2 separate regions of the Rattus norvegicus genome follow, and region 1 is linked to region 2. Evidence: chromatin contacts called from public Hi-C data. All regions are on one chromosome and are shown on one strand. Each heading gives the region's core, a stretch centred on a gene start, on an enhancer-like site or on the middle of the called end of the contact. The rest is flanking DNA. Distances are from core to core; before and after follow the strand shown. Region 1 has its middle 190 kb from the start of Dmrta1. Region 2 holds the start of Mtap (methylthioadenosine phosphorylase).

Evidence for each region. A called contact is a pair of places that touch in the nucleus more often than the background predicts.
Region 1: a contact with region 2 is called in a Hi-C map of the A7r5 cell line, with 7 times the contacts expected there. The contact joins the enhancer-like site here to the promoter of Mtap in region 2. A contact is called at or near these places in 12 of 12 Hi-C or Micro-C datasets (the A7r5 cell line, the Rat2 cell line, Schwann cells and 7 more).

Annotation. Positions count from the first base shown.
Region 1 is chr5:109,337,493-109,341,482 of GRCr8, reverse strand. No RefSeq gene overlaps it. Among named protein-coding and RNA genes, the nearest start is that of Dmrta1, 190 kb to the left of the region's middle. Within about 2 kb of position 2,237, at least 13 of the 93 cell types and tissues checked have an H3K27ac peak or open chromatin away from gene starts, as enhancers often do. A contact at or near this core is called in the A7r5 cell line and prefrontal cortex, where this site is marked.
Region 2 is chr5:108,987,686-108,991,521 of GRCr8, reverse strand. It overlaps Mtap (methylthioadenosine phosphorylase), which reads right to left and starts at 1,252. Exons shown (of 8, transcript NM_001394049.1): 1 at 1,061-1,252. The coding sequence starts at 1,093.

The sequences.
Region 1 (3,990 bases), core at 988-3,487, 350 kb before region 2:
AGGCTCCTCACCTCTTGTTGGGTAAATATATTGTGACTGGAGATACATATATTGTTGTTTTGTTTGTTTAGAGTGTTTTGCTTTGTTTCGCTTTGGTTTTTGAAACAGGGTTTCTCTGTGTGCCTCTGACTGCCCTGAAACTCACTCTGTAGACCAGGCTGGCCTCAAACTTAAGAGCCTGTCTCTACCCTGCACCCCCAAGGCTGGGATTAAAAGCACCACCACCTCCTGGCATGTTTTGTTATCTTAACCAGAGAGACATTTTGTAGTTGGGAGTGATGACTGGTGTTAGGAAGGAGAAAAGAAAGAAGAGAAAACAAGGAAAGAAGTCAAACTGGGATTAGGATCAGGAAATAGCTCTCTGAGGAAGTAATACCTAAACTGATCCAGAAAGAGAAAATAGGAAGCAGGCAGGTGACCAAACGATGATGTCACAATGGAGCCCCAGGGGATTTGAAAAGGGAATGGCTGTGTGCCTAATGAGCAAGGCCAAGTGTGGCTTGAGAGGAATCTGGAGACACAAGTAGAGAGGTGCTTAGCCAAATCCTCAAGGCCGTGTTAAAGTGTTTGGGTTTTGTGTTAAATGCAGCAAGAGTCTTAACCAAAGGTACACCAAGTACAAAGCAAACAGAAACCGCCTTTCCCAGCACCCATTCTTGAACCTACAACTGCTCAGGGTTTTACCGTGAAACAACTGGTTTCAAAGTCCCGCATTCTAACTGGCTGCTCAGAATTAATTCTTTTGTGAGTTACTCTGACCATAAAGAACAGGGATCCAGGCTAGATGTGAAATGTAAAAGAGAAGCTTAGCTATGGACTTAGTGGGGACGGATCAGTGTGTCATTCACAGAGTTCTGTTGGAGGTGGGGAATACTTCCGTCCTAAAGGTCCCACAGGGAAGGCCCTCCAGGGGAAATCAGCAGAGCATGAGTTTTCCACAGTTTAGTGTCTGCTGTATATTGGCCAGGTTATCTCCAGGGCTCAGGTCGGCTCCCCAGTTAATCAGAGTCACCTCTATTGACAGATGTGGGAAATTGGCTAGAAGGAAGCACTTCACTGTCACCGAGTTTGAAGACAGTAAGACACTACCCCCAAAAGATTTAAACTCAAAGGGAGTAAAGAGGTCAAAGATTCCCTGGAAGTCTTGCACTCAGGTTTCAAGGGCACCAACTGGACTGGATAGCCATGGGTCAGGAACCCAAGTCTGAAGGACTGCTTGATTGGGAATAGGCATGGACCTTTTATGACAGGGGAGTCTGAGCCAATCAAAAGCTAATATACAGTGACAATACACACCTATCTATATGCATGAATACACATGCAAAAACGCTTTAGAGATAATTTAATGAGTCCCTGTCTTCATCTGTGTTTTCACTGAAGACCCAGCCTGGCTCCGGATGTAATGGTTACCCAGATGGTCACAGAACAAAACCAAAAGTCAGAAATCTGTGAAAGTGGCATTTAAAGAGGTGATGGGGGGAGAGGAGCTAGAGTAAATAGAATGCATTGTATAGATTATGAAATTGTCAAAGAACCAACTTACGTAAAAGATACATTCTGTACATACATAAGATTCTCAAAGATTATGGTGTAAAAATGCAGAGTGCCTCAGCCAAACTCGATAACAGTGAAGTGCTCCATTAACGTGTGTTCTCCATTAGTGGAATGAACAACTATTGTCTGCATATTCATTTTAGAGACATTCATTACTAACACCTGGCAATCCCAGAAAACAAGAGTAGCAATGTGTAGCCTAGTGAATCATTATAAAGCAGGGGCGGGGAAAGACTTTTTCCATAACCATAGAGTTCTTCTTATGTCTGACTCTCTCTCAATATGACTCTCAGCTCATCAGTTGAGTTGACCCAATTGTGGCCAGTCTGCAGCCCTTAGAGGTTTCCTTGGGTGACATAATGTGCTCCCTACAAGCAGTTAGGCCGAGAGAATTCTGTCTAAAGGCAGAGTAAAAGGCAGAAGTGAGAATATAGCTGACTTTACCACTAAGCTGTTTTATCTTGAAGCTTCTGCCAAATTCGAGTAGCTTTGTGAAGGGGGGGGGGGGGGGGAGAAGTTGCCTCAGGAGTTGGTAACATCACTGATTTTTATTCCGTTTGACGAGCACAACCAACAAACAGCCACTAGGTGTCGTCAAAGTCAAACTAATCCTCACTTCTGCACTTACGAAGCAAGTTGGTCTAGACAGCGGACTCAGGAGCTCCCCGGGGATAGATTAAAACCGCGTATATTCTGAACTGCTCTCTCAATGAATAGAGCTTCCCGCGAACAGCATCTGAAACTTCGGTTCTCAGATTTTAGTACCGAAAAAAGGCAGAGGGTGGAGACCCTTCTACGATGAACCGGAACCAGAGAGGCCTGCCTCGTAGCAATTTCAAATGTGCGGAGAATATGGTCTGGTTTTAGCAGCTTTTGTTTACTTTATGGCATTTACAAACAAGAAGGCGTTGTTCCGCTAAGTCTGTCCATTCATTTACACGTGAAGGCAGTAAGACATCACTAAGTCTGAAGGCAGAGCCGCCTGACTCCACCTCAATTCCCCTCCATCCGGACACTCCTCTGTTTGTCTTTTCCAGCCCCCTCCCCTCCCGTCCCCCCCCCCCATCCCTATCTCTCCCTCCTCTATTTCTTCTTTTCAGTTTTCTCCTAACTGATATCTAAATCTACCACCTTTACACACACTCAATGGAAATAATATTTCTTGACTTTGGAAAGTCAATGAAAGAGGAAACTAAAAGGAAGAGAAGCTAGAGAGATGGCTCAGCTTTTGAGTGCTTACTGCTCTGTTAGAGGATCCGGGTCCTGCTCCCAGCACCCACGTGGCAGCTCATCGCTACCTGTAACTCTAGTTCCAGAGGAACAAAGTACCTCTTCTGTCCTCCATGGGCTCTAGTACATATACACACACTCAGGCACATGTACATAAAATAAATAAATACTTAAAAATGAATAGGAGGAGGAGGAAAGGGCTGGGGGTGGGAAAGCAAGCAGGTCACTGCCCAAACCTACCCAAAAGTTATAGAAGGTAAGGTCACAGGGTGGGAACCAGTGGTGGGAGCTGCAGAAGGCATTTCCCTTCATCTTTCCTGCCTCAGACTCCGGATTCTTTATCATGTTTCAGGAATTTCTAATCTTACCACAGTCAGATGACTCACACTGGCTGACTGGCTGTCTAGGCTTCTACCAAACACCTGTAAAGATAAACCTTGGTGAAAACAGCAGTCACTGCAGGGTGGCCTTTGCAAATGGCTAGGGGAATTTTCAGGGTTGAGTTCAATTTTCCTCCCCTAAAGGCTCACAGACCTTGATCTTACTTTCAGACATATTTGTGTCTGACAGCCAGAGGCTAATTACACACCAGGAATAACCTCCCATGGACTGAGACCTGCTTCTGCTTGGGGAGAGAGACACAGGAGTACAACACAACCTAATTTGGGATGACAGAAGGTTCTGGTTTGCAAGCTACTCAGACCAACCCTCTTCCTCACTCACTCACCGCCCCAAGTTGCCTCTTAGGAAGTTGTCTCTCCCTCAGATCAATTGAGAGATTCTTTCTAACTAATGTTTCTCCATGCAAGGCATAAGAGAACAATGGGCCACACAGCCAGATTCAAAATATAAATGTTAATTATATAAATAGTGTCCTCCCAGGCAAGTGATAAAGAAAATAATCAAGGAACTCTATTCCCGAAGACTTATATAGGAATAAAGCCCTATAGAGAGAGATAAACCATACATAAGCAGATAATTATAGGTCAACTCTTATTTCTAAGACAATAGACAACATTGAACCTTTAAAAAACACTTAATCCCTTCTAGGAGTTCTAGAAGCATTAGTTAGTTTAATGTTTTCATCAAGCACATATGGTACATATACTATAATTATAAAGCTAATGACCATGGAGTATAAATTTTTCATATATATATGTGTGTGTGTGTGTGTGTGTGTGTGTGTGTGTGTGTGTGTGTGTGCGT
Region 2 (3,836 bases), core at 3-2,502:
GTTGGCCAGTATGTCTTAGTGCAGCCACCTCACCCCCTGCTCTCATCCTGGTTGGTTCCTGAAGCCCTGCAAGGCCCCAGGATACAAAGCCCAGGCAGGCTGCAGGCTAAATGCAGAGATGGGCCTCTTGCAAGGGAATCAAACAGCACTGCAGGGAATCAAAAAGGATGCCTGAAGAAAATTGTACTTCCTGCATCACGGGTTAGAAATTCCCAAAGTGAATCAAATTAACTGCGTTCTTGGCTAATAATAAACAGGCTAGAAAGGACTTAGCCACTAGTTTTTCCTCTGCTCTGTTATTCCACTCTCTACCCATCAATCAGGATGTGTTTAAAAGACCCAGGGGAGGGAGGCTCACTCCAACTCTCTGAACTCATGTTCTCCTCTGGCCAGCTGTTCCCAGCACACAAGAGTCCCTTGTGTCTAGATCTCTGGGGACCTGAGGCCTAAGAAAATAGCTCTAACTTTCAAGGTTGCAAAGCAGTTTAAAGACTGAGGCCTCCAGGCTGGGAGCGGTCCGCACTCCGTTTCAGTACTGGAAAAAGTCTCAGAACTCCCACAGCTCTGCGCTGCGGAGGTAAAACAAAGCAAAAGGAAATCTAAGTTTGGTGGGGGAAAAAAGCAAAAGCGAAGCGTGCAAAAGAGCAAGTGCTTGCTCTCCCACGTGGGCCGAGTCAAGAGCGGAAGCTCAAGTCCCGTAAGGCTAGAGGAACCGGCAGAGCAGTTGCACGAGCTGGGACACACATCAGCTCCCGCCTGGAGCATCTCCAGGGGGGAGTGGTACTGAAAGAGGGTGGCAGCGGGGCGCAGTGTCCCCCTTCATCACCCCACTCCCCATCGGAGCCCCAGTTACCACCGCCCGGGCCCGGAATGCAGATGAGTTCAAAGGCTGGGGACATCGGGGTGCATTGGCGGTGGGTGCCGCGCCCCTGCACCTCCCGGCTGAACCTTGGGTGGGGGGCTCTCAGGCTGGGGACACAGCCCGGAGGCGCGGCCCCTGCGGAGGGACGAGAGGGAGCCAAGCAGAACTAGCCCAATAGCAGCTTGTAGGGTGTCTCACCTTCACTGCCGTGCAGGCGGAGCCCGAGGCCATGTCTGCACCGGGGAAGTCCACGGCGGGCCGCAGCGCTGGACCAAGGGGAGACTGCGGGGCTGGCACGGCGCGAGAGTGAGCGGTGCAGGGGCCCGTGGGCTCTGGCTCCTCCTCTTCCTCCCAGGGAGCGCGGGATTGGCTGCCCTCCTGGCACCCTCCTCCTCAAATCAGGTTCCCGCCTCCCGCCCCTTTTGCAGACTTTTCGGCTTCTGCTGGTCTGTGCGGTCTGAGGGCGCGTCAGTGGTCAAAGTAGAAGTTGTTTGGCACTTTGTCTTTTAACTGTTTCACAAGAACTTCGTGAGGTCGCGCAATACTGCCAGCTCTGCAGTGAATTTCCTGCCTCGGTGGCCAGGGCTGTGAAATCAGGCTCTGCCGCATTCCAGGGCTTTGGGGAGGGCGGAGGGATACTGAAGAGTGCTAGCTTGAGATTCCCGCCCCCAGAGCTCTGATTTACAAACTGGTTTATTTAGTAACAGTTTGGCGGGAAGCTATTAAGGGGGCAGGATCTTCCCCAACACCAGGCGAGGGGCATTTTTAAAATCCTTTACACAATGGCTAGTGGTGCAGATTTGTAATCCCAATCACTCATGAATCCTGAGCAGCAGTATGGCAAGGTCAAAGTCTTTACTTGGCTACAGAGTGAGTTCACGACCATCTTGAGCAATATTGAGAGTCTATCTCAAAAATAAAAAGAGGGCTTGCTATTTAGGTCAGCACTAGAGTGTTTATCTGGCATCCAAGGAGGTCCTAGCTTCAATCCTCACTCCAATAAAACAAGCAAAAATTATAACAACTTTCTATGCCGGGGCAGCATACAGTACGGCAGGATTCAGATTCAGGACCTGTGTCTCCATGATGCGATACCAGCAGGACCCACTCTGACCCCAGTGATGTTTCCCCTGGATACTCGCTCTGAGAGGCCCTATCCCTTTTCTACTCACACTATCTCTTCTCTACTTGGATGATCATTGTAGCCTTTGATGGTACAAGCTGTCCCAAACAAAATGCTGACCAGCAGCTATCTTATTTTTTTCTTAATTTATTTCATTATTTATCTGTATGTGCACATAAATGATTGCAGGTGTGTGTGTGTGTGTGTGTGTGTGTCCAGAATTCAGCCTGCAGCTGGAGCAACAGGCAACTGTGAACTTCTTGATATGGGTAGGTACTAGAAACCGAATTTACCTCTACAAGTGCTCTTAACCCCTGAGCCATCTCTCTAACCCTGGGTGACAGCTATCTTAAGGGTGGTCTCTGAAATATAGAAAAGCTATACATTATTCTGTGGTTGGGAAGAAATCAAGGAAGGAAATTCTGCTATCTTTTTTTTTCAACAGTGTTAATTGAAAGTTCCCAAAGAAAAAGTATCTACATAACGTTCCATAAGGCCGATTGACTGGTCAGGGTTTCAGTGACTATGGAGAGTTGGAAAGTTGCAGGCCCAGAGCCAAGTTATCTTGCCTTGTCTTGATACCTACCTTTCTGTGCCCTAACGTCCTTGTGCCTATGGGGTCAATCTTTTTGGAGTGTACAAAGCTAGCTCTCACCAATCAATCCCAAAGCCAAGAGTATCAGCCAGCATCTGCCGCCGACTTCCATGCTTCCCCACTCTGTAACTCACCTATGCATCCAAAGTGTCTTCCTATGTGATTTTCTCCATTCCCTTCCTATGTAAACTTAGTGAAATCGTTTCCATCCTGGAACATGATATTTGGGTTAAACTAAATTTGTGTTCCCTGCCCTGGCCACTCACACTTGGATCCAAAACAAACCCTCAAACTGTGTTTGAGGTGAGAGCTGGTGTTTGTGTCAGTAGTAAGGCAAGAGCAGTGCAACTCCACTGATCTCCATCTTCTGTGGGTGTGGGTGCTGCCTGAAGCTGTGTAGACCCATTTCTCACCATTATTCACTCTGCGTCTAAGTTTTCCCAAGATAAAAATGTCTCTTCAGTTGCAATCATTTCAGGTTATAAAATACATACGGTGGGAATCTGGGTGTGGTGGTGCAGGGCATTTAGCCTTCAGAAGGCAGAGGCAGGAGGATTGTAAGTTTGATGCCAGCCTGAGCAACATACTGTCTCAGAAACTTAAAAACTAAACATAAGGTCAAAAGGAGTACGAGATATTACGCTAGGGTGTGGTGGCTCAGTGGGTAAAGAAGCTTGCTGCCAAGCCTGGTAGCCTGAGTTTGATGTCTGAGCCCACACGGTAGGAGACTACAGAGGGATCATCTTGTGTTTGGTATGGATGTGTCACCTGTCAATTAAAAATCCTATGGCCTATAGGAAATGGTAGACTAGAAAGTGGGACACGCCAGAGGCAGGAGGATTGTGGGTTAGAAACAGGCAAGGGAGATTCGCCCAGGAAGACGTGAGGAGACAGACACATGGTGCCCGAGCACAGGTAAGCAGCCACGTGGCAGAGTGTGGGTTAACATAACTGGGTTAGGGCTGGAGACATGGCTCAGCGGTTAAGAACACTGCTCTTCCAGAGGTCCTGAGTTCAGTCCCCAGCACCCACATGGTGGCTCACAACCATCGGTAATGGAATCGGATGCCCTCTTCTGGTGTGTCTGAAGACAGTTACAATGTACTCACATACAAATAATAAATTTTTAAAAATTTGGGTTATTTTAAGCTATGGTTCCAGTCAGAGAAGAGCCTAGCTATATGGCCAAGGTATTTGTAAATATACTTTGAGTCCAAATCTTATTTGTGGGAGCATGGGGCTTGGGAAGAAGAATG